2 separate regions of the Mus musculus genome follow, and region 2 is linked to region 1. A link is a contact called in public promoter capture Hi-C data. All regions are on one chromosome and are shown on one strand. The core of a region is the stretch at or near the end of the contact, and the rest is flanking DNA. Distances in the headings are between cores, read along the strand shown.

The links. Promoter capture Hi-C pulls out the DNA fragments that hold promoters and counts their contacts.
Region 2: a promoter capture Hi-C map of trophoblast stem cells shows a contact between it and region 1, with 2.9 times the contacts expected there. The contact joins the promoter of Dppa1 here to the promoter of Itk in region 1. A contact is called at or near these places in 15 of 39 promoter capture datasets (the 3T3-L1 cell line, 3T3-L1-derived adipocytes, the HPC-7 cell line and 9 more) and 3 of 9 other capture datasets (adipose tissue, liver and macrophages).

What each region holds. Positions count from the first base shown.
Region 1 is chr11:46,387,264-46,391,429 of GRCm38.p6, reverse strand. Itk (IL2 inducible T cell kinase) reads left to right here and starts at 1,915. Exons shown (of 17, transcript NM_010583.3): 1 at 1,915-2,157. The coding sequence starts at 2,020.
Region 2 is chr11:46,627,605-46,631,770 of GRCm38.p6, reverse strand. It overlaps Dppa1 (developmental pluripotency associated 1), which reads left to right and starts at 2,497. Exons shown (of 6, transcript NM_001163358.1): 1 at 2,497-2,546.

The DNA.
Region 1 (4,166 bases), core at 666-3,165:
TGGCTATACCAAGTTACAGAAAAAGCTAAAAACGATGTCGTCTTTAGGCAGGCTGCCCAGATGTCCAGATAATCTTCAGGCAATCAGTTACCCTAGAGAAAGGAAAGAGAAGGAAATTAGTATTTTTTGCTACAAACTGTAGTTTAAAAAGTCTACCTCTGGCCGGGCGTGGTGGCTCACGCCTTTAATCCCAGCACTCGGGAGGCAGAGGCAGGTAGATTTCTGAGTTTGAGGCCAGCCTGGTCTACAAAGTGAGTTCCAGGACAGCCAGGGCTATACAGAGAAACCTTGTCTCGAAAAACCAAAAAAAAAAAAAAAAAAAAAAAAAAAAAAAAGTCTACCTCTTTTGTACATATTTTTCTGTCTTAAAATCTCAGCTTATCCCTTCTCTCCCCTCCCCTCCCCTTCCCTTTCCTCTCTTCCTCTTCCCTCCCCGCCTCTTTTTGCCTTCATTATTCAGCAGCATCCAATGTATGATGTGAAAGGAGGCTGCAATTAGCAATTACATCTAAAACTACACAGGAAAGTTGTACTGCCTCCCTCCCTTTGTCTCGTCCTCTGTTCTTCTCTGATGAGCTGCCTCTGCCTGCCCCGGGACTTCTTGGCTATTAACTTCCTGGTCACATAAGTTCTACACCATAACATTATCCTGACTCAAAGGTCAGACCCTGTGAATTGTCCACAGGGCAGATAAGCTTTAGTTCCCAAAGAGCCCTTACAAGGAGGTAGCTTGCTGTCTGTCTGTGTGTCCTGCCTCCTCATTAGAGTCCTTATGGCAGAGGAAAATAGGAGAGAGGATTCCATGTGGGAAAGTCTGAAAGGCTTCCCAGAGAACGTTGCAGGTCGGCGAGGCTGGCAGTATCTCATAGGCGCTCACTGGAAAAGAAAGAGACAAGAGAGAGTGTTCAGACACAGGACACTGCATTTTTGAAGTAGCATACACAGAAGGAAGCCAGGCACACCAACGGTGTCCAAAGGGGCCCCTGCAGTGCCTCATACAAGACCCCTGTTGCTTCCTTTCATAGATGAAGGAACTGATATTCCAAGCCACTGGACAGTGGTAGGTAGTAGAGATGGAATTCAAACCGATAGGTAGAATAAACAGCCCTGTGCAGATCTCTGCATGCCCTAATCCCTATAACCTGTGACTGTGTGTTGTTGGGTGATAAAGGGGAATTTACATTCCAAATGGAGTTATAGCGCCCATCTGCTGACCTTAAAATAGGGAGCCTGCCCTAGACGACCACTGTGAGAAGGGCCCAGTGTGGTTCTCAGGATCCTTAAATGGAGCAGAGGTAGGAGGAAGAGATTTTGGCAATACAGAGCAAGCAGGGCTCGACCTGCAGTTTGGGGGTTTGAAGATGGAGTAAAAGAGTCAAGACAGAGGCCACCAGAGTGTCCCTCAGTAGGGAGGATGGTCGCAGAGGCAGTGTCCCCTAGAGATCTGCAAGAAAGGCGCACAGTCCCACAGTCACCATGACTGTCACTCAACCAGACACATTTCAGACTTCTAAACTAGAGAATTGTAAGGCGCTTTGAGCCTTGTGGCTCTATGGCGCTTTGAGCCACTAAGCCTGTGGCAGGCAGTCCATGATAATAGCAATGGGAAACTTACATACAAGCTGAGCTCCATTGACCCCTGGATCCCTGTTCTTAGTCCCTTGTTTACATGACTTAACTGTTGTCAAGGCTAAACCAGGAGCTAGAAGAATTATAAGTGAACTCCTCTTATAATTCTAGGTTTCTTCAAACTTCTTTTTCAAACCATATAGCTAAGGGTACGCATGTGCCTCCCAGCTTGGTGAATTTTGAAAGGATGTGGTCATGGCCTTTGACATCAGAGGAGGGAGCTCAGCGGTGAGGCTGGCTGATGCTGATAGAAAAGATAAGGTTAGAGGCAAGTTGCCTTTGAACGACTCTCTAAAGATCAACTGCATCCTGTCTCAGTCTCCGCTGCTCCTCTCCTTCAGTCGCACTGCGGGGTGATGCCCAAGGCGCATCACTTTTCAGAACTGGACCATGAACAACTTCATCCTCCTGGAAGAACAGCTGATCAAGAAGTCCCAACAGAAGAGAAGGACTTCTCCCTCGAATTTTAAAGTTCGTTTCTTTGTCTTAACGAAAGCCAGCCTGGCCTACTTTGAGGACCGCCACGGGGTATGAGAAGGCTTACGTTGTGCTTTGTTTATTTTGTTTATTTATTTTGTTTATTTACTTTGTTCTGTGTTTGGACTGAGCTGATTCCTGAGATAAACTTGAACACCTGGGATGCAGGTACAGTGTGTTTTGGAAGCCACCAAGTAGAGTTAGAGATCGGAAGAAATGTGGAGAGTTCTGAGACTCCAGTGTCAGTTAGATTTGGCTATTTCAATTCTAAAATCTGTAGGTTTAACGTTCATACATTTCTTATGTGGTGAATGTTGTGGATAGGACTTGAAGTTTATGTAAACATGAAGTATATGTGGCATCTACAGTCTGTAGGACAGTAAAATATTAACTATGGCTTATTAAGACGTAAGGGGAAACCTAGCTCAACTTCCCTGTTTTACAAAAGAAGTGGTTCTTAGACTGTGAAGGGAGGTCCTATGTAAGATTTTCACGACTTGAACTCTGCTTATCTCAATGGTCATCACTGCCCTGAGGCCATGGGGTCCTACTTCCATTAAAGTGACATTCTAAAGTTGGAAGGAACAACCCTCTTTGTGGTAAAACATCTCAGGAGACTGGGGGTGTGGAACACAGAGTTTCTGCCTGCAGACCAGGGATCCCGCTAGAGTGTGTCGGCTCAGCTGGAGGCGTCTAATGACATCTTCGTGCACAGCAATAACAACAAAAGCAAGCGAGTGTGTGTTAATACTACAGTGTGACAGGAGCACTGGGTGGTGCTGGGAGCTTAGCCCATGGCTAAGTCCTCTCTGAGGCAGCCAAGGGCCAAGAGCATTGGCTGGGGCAAGACTTGGTCTTTTGAGAGTAGGGTTGCTTTCTAAAATAACCTAGGTCTATCTTGACTGCAAGTTACTCCGAGGCCAGAAGCTACTGGATCTGCTGACACTTGCTGCTAACGGCAGGGTGATTTAGGTAATGGTATATTGATGTCACACCCTTCTCAGTCCAGGCAGCCAGAAGCCCCTCTGACTAGGCTGGTTAACTCTGTGAACCAGAGAGGAAGGGAAGCGAAAGAATTAAGATGCTTTATACAGGCAAATATGCGCAGACACATATACATTCACACATATATTTACACTTTCATTCACATTCTTATTTGCACGTTAACACATTCACATTTTTGTTGGGCCCAATCACCTGTCTCATACACTCCACAAGCATTCATGCATGCTTACATACACACATACTCCTACGAACATACATATAGACAAACAGACATATACATCTGGATAGATAGATGGATGGATGGGCAGAGCCCCCCCCCCCCCAAGCCAAACTATCCAACTAACAACTTAATTTCTTTCCTCTGGCTTTTTTATACCTTCTCAGACAAAAATTTCTTTAGAAAATTACCTCAGAGATAAAATGTTACACAAATTTGAAGTTACAAAAAGATGTTGATATTTTAGCTCAAAGGAGTGTTTCATTCTATATGCTTGTTACAAGTTCAAAGCTTTTACATGGCCCTGGCTTATCATAGTTCATATCTGTGGTTGTATCCTTGGGCCTAAATGTTTTTCCTTGAACACAAATTTGTCCCAAGTCTATTTCTCTTTTTAGTATAATTATTAAAAGCTCATTGTATTTCTTATTATGCAGCCTTTTCTTACTATTCTGAGGAGTGGGCACATTCTATTCTTGACTGTAACCTTATTACAACTTTCTAGCAAAGCAACTAAGACCATCTCTTAAAACTTCCTAAAATTATTTGAATCAAATCGGGAATTCTATAGAATCATTATTAATTCATCTAAACAGCATTAATTCATGAACATTCATCTTTATGCTGATCTGAAGGAAATCTGATCAATAGGGTGGGCTAATGCCCAGGGACTGTTAGTTGCATAATGACAGGAAAGGCATATCAGTTGTAAGAAGCAATCCTAAGATGACATCTCTTTGGCCTTACCATAAAGCTCACCCATTGCGCACCATGCCAAAAATCCAACGTACCACCTCTAGGAAGGCCCCCTGCTAACCTTAACCTATCCTAGATGTCT
Region 2 (4,166 bases), core at 1,248-3,747, 240 kb before region 1:
TGGGAATTTGGAATTCTGGGGTTATACGTAATAACCATACTGAGTGTCTCTCTAACATAGACACTTTTAATACGGAAAATTCACTCTGAGGAGATAGGATTTTGGGGAAGTAGGGAAGAACATTGCTGAATGAAATGGCATTCCTAGCAAAGAGAAGCAGAATTAGAGATTCAGTGGTGGTGACAGGTCTGTAAGTATAGCCTGGGAACAGAGGAGCATGTCCCTGCAGAGTAGAGTGGGCTTCTGGGGTGTCAGGAGGCTCAGGCCACCACTGTGCCATCTTTCCCCTAGCAATATCTGTGGCCACTGCTCTACCACTGACCCTGACAGCAGCGTGCAGCCCCTTCTGCCACAGCCACTACCACCACCACCACCACCACCACCACCACCACCACCACCACCACTTCTCATGTTGCTCACCCTGCTGGGGCGAGGAAACCTGTCCAGGAGCTGCCTATGTGCCGCAAACACATGTTTTAGCCTGGAATATCAGCACAACAGTGGCCATTAAGAACAAGATGGTATATAGCAGCCTACCCCCTGGAAACACTGCCTAACCACAGGATCACCCTGACTCTGAGCAACAGGACATCTGAGATGAAGAATGGTTGATTTCTGGGTTAAGTCTCCTAGAAAGACCTCCAAGATCCATGCCACTCCACATTGATGTTCATTACCTCTGGAAACCATGAAGTCCACAATCTTTGCTGCCTGTGCTGCTATGTGCAGGGAAACATCTTGCAGTGGGATAGATGACCTGCAGACTGATAACTGAGAATGAGAGACAGGGGCCATTTCTATAACAACCTCCCCCAACCCCAACAATATACAGGCTAGATATAAAGCTACTAAAAAGAGGTCTTAAGAGTTTGTGTAGCCTCCTGAGTGATTACTTGTAAGATAAGGGTTATTTTGAAATAAGCTATCCAAGACAGGAAGTAGACTAGGGATGTTGATATAGACCGAGGCTAAAATTGCACCTTGAGACTGGAAGATCTGAGGGAGCTTTTCAATTCATGAGAGAGAAGTGTTCTAAGAAAGGAACCAGCCATGGGATAAGTATCTGGACCAGGAGAATATGGGAAATCTTAGAAGCAGACAGGAAGCCCGTGTGGCTGAAATAGTGAAAACAAGTACAGTGTGTGTGTGTGTGTGTGTGTGTGTGTGTGTGTGTGTACAAATTTATAATCCCAGCTGTGTCTGTAGCTGTTTTAGAGCACTTGCCTGGTATACATGAAGCCTTAGATCCTTATGCAGAAACCCAGGAAACAGAACACACCTGTGATCCCAATAGGAGTGCAGGAAGAGAGATCAGAAGTTCATGATCGTCTTTGATACAAAGGAATGATAGACCAACCTGCATTACATCATGAGACACCCTCTCCTAACAAAACAAAAATCACAGCACATAGCACCAAAATGAAAAGTAAAATGATTATCCTAAGTCCATTCAGTAAAGCCTACTATTATTAAATCTCCCCAAGCCATCATGTCTCTCCTGGCAAATGGGTGTGAGGGCAGCTTCCAGTCACTCAGAAGGTGATCATCCAGGCGTTTTACCTGAAACAGGTTTATGACATTGTCCTCAGCATCTTTAAGAAGACTATATGTGGTTGGTTGGTTGGTTGGTTGGTTGGTTGATTTACTTATTTGGTTTGTAGGAGTAAAGACACTGTCAAATTTCACAACTGTTCTGGAAATGCTTTCTTGAACAACATTTTACCCTCTAGTTGAAAGATGGGAAAGTAGTCATATCCAGTTTCCTATTTTATACAACTCCCACACTTCGGGAGCCTCCTTGGACAATTTATTAACAACTGAATGCTGAACCCAGGTATGGAGAAGCTTGGCTTCAGCCCTTGAAAGATCTCCTCTCACCAAGCAGCTTTGGCCAGCCTAGAACTCTCTGCATAGCCATGCCGCCATACAATGCAGATCCACCTTCTCTTGCCTCCCCATTACTGGCACTAAAGGAGTGCACCACCATAGCTTGCACTCCCTAAACTTTGGAAACAGAGTCTATGAGCTAGATTTATTTTTTTCAACTCCCCCATTCTTATGGGCTCCTAGTAAACATTGGTTAGAACGATGTTAGTTAATGCCTTCCAGGAAGTATAACAAGAGACAGATGTCCCTTCTGCCCTTATTCCAGGAATTCCTGGTCTCTCCAGTTCATTCTGCTTTCTGGAATGCAGTTTATTTTCCTATAAATCTAGAGGGCTGGTCCAGGTGTTGAAGTCCCCCAGGCTTACAGTCACATCTAAAGTAAGGATCTTTGGTGCAGATGGAAAACAGCCCAGGGCACACTAGTGATGCTCTCACAGGCGCTCCTGTAATGTTTATTCCAGTGAGCAGATGCTATCTAGTGGGTGGGTTGGAGAACTGGAGACTCAGTTTTTACAAAGAACAGGTGAGAGTGTGGCCAGGAGATAAGGATGAAATTACAAGAGAGACTTGTCTTCATCCATAAATAGCTCTGAAGAGTTCATGGGCAGCAGATGACCAGAAGGAGAGACTAGCAAGAAGTCACTTTCCCCTAAGTACAGGTAAGTGGGGATGTCTACTGCCTTATGCTGAAGAGAAAGAGTCAGGATAGTGTTCCTTGGAGTGTCTGTACCATGTGGAATTACGTGAGAAGTGATGTGGGGTTGAACGTGGGACATTAAACAGTGGTGCTTGAGCCCTGAAACATTAGAGTAACTTAACCATCCAGTAGGGTTCTGTGGATTCTTGCAAAGTGAATCTATGTTTGAATAGAATAATGGGTTTTCATAGACGACTATGTGATGATATTTTGCCAGTGCAAGTACATGGACAGCTTTTAGAACTGGGATTTTTTTTTTTTTCTATGACTAGGAAGTCGTTTAGCTGATTAACTATCAAGGAAAATTTTTTTTGTTGTTGTTTTGTTTTGTTTTTCGAGACAGGCTTTCTCTGTGCAGCCCTGGCTGTCCTGGAACTCACTTTGTAGAGCAGGCTGGCCTCGAACTCGGAAATCCACCTGCCTCTGTCTCCCAAGTGCTATGATTAAAGTCGTGCGCCACCTCGCCGGACTGATTTTTTTTTTTTTTTTTTTTTTTTTGTGGATCTGACTAAACGTATGAAGCTCAGGATGAAGTGACTTCACCCACTGTCTTAGTCAGGGTTTCTATTCCTGCACAAACATCACAACCAAGAAGCAAGTTGGGGAGGAAAGGGATTTTTTGGCTTACACTTCCATACTGCTGTTTATCACCAAGGAAGTCAGGACTGGAACTCAAGTAGGTCAGGGAGCAGGAGCTGATACAGAGGCTATGGAGGGATGTTCTTTACTGGCTTGCTTCCCCTGGCTTGCTCAGCCTGCTCTCTTATAGAACCAAGACTGCCAGCCCAGAAATGGTCCCACCCACAAGGGGCCTTTCCCCCTTGATCACTAATTGAGAAAATGCCTTACAGTTGTATCTCATGGAGGCATGTCCTCAACTGAAGCTCCTTTCTCTGTGATAACTCCAGCTGTGTCAAGTTGACACAAAACTAGCCAGTACACCCACTGAGCCATCTTTCTGGTCCTTGATTAGCATCTTCCTTCATTGAGGAAGCCATCCACCCACAGCTTCTGCAGACACCCCTGAACCCCACTCATGTCTAAGCTGACACCCTTTACTTCCATTCCTCAGCAAAAATCCTCTTCCTTTCTGTCAAAAGAAAAAAAATCATCCAAGAGTTGAGGCAGAGGGATGGAGAAATCAATACCTTGTTTCAATAATCTTCAAATCATGCAAATACACACATTGTTTATACTTTCTGTTTATTCTTCGAGCTGAGACTTATTTTGTACCCCAGACTGGCCTGGATCACATTGGAATCTCCTTCTCTTAGTCTACTGACTGCTAATATGGTCCACACACATCACTCTGTCTTATATTTTCATTTGATTTTGACATGTCTTCAGGTGTCTCAGTCTGACCTCCACATTACAAGTGACTAAAGATTACGTTGATCCTCTGACCCTCCACTACCAAAGTTCTTGAATTTCATACAGGCAGACACCACTGTTCCTGGTTGTTCTGATGTGGAAGACTGAACTAGAAATTCATACCCACGAGACAAACTGTCTAGCATCTCATACACCCAGTTCCCATACTGATAGTTTTATCATTTAGAAAGGAAAGGGGAAAGAAAACTTA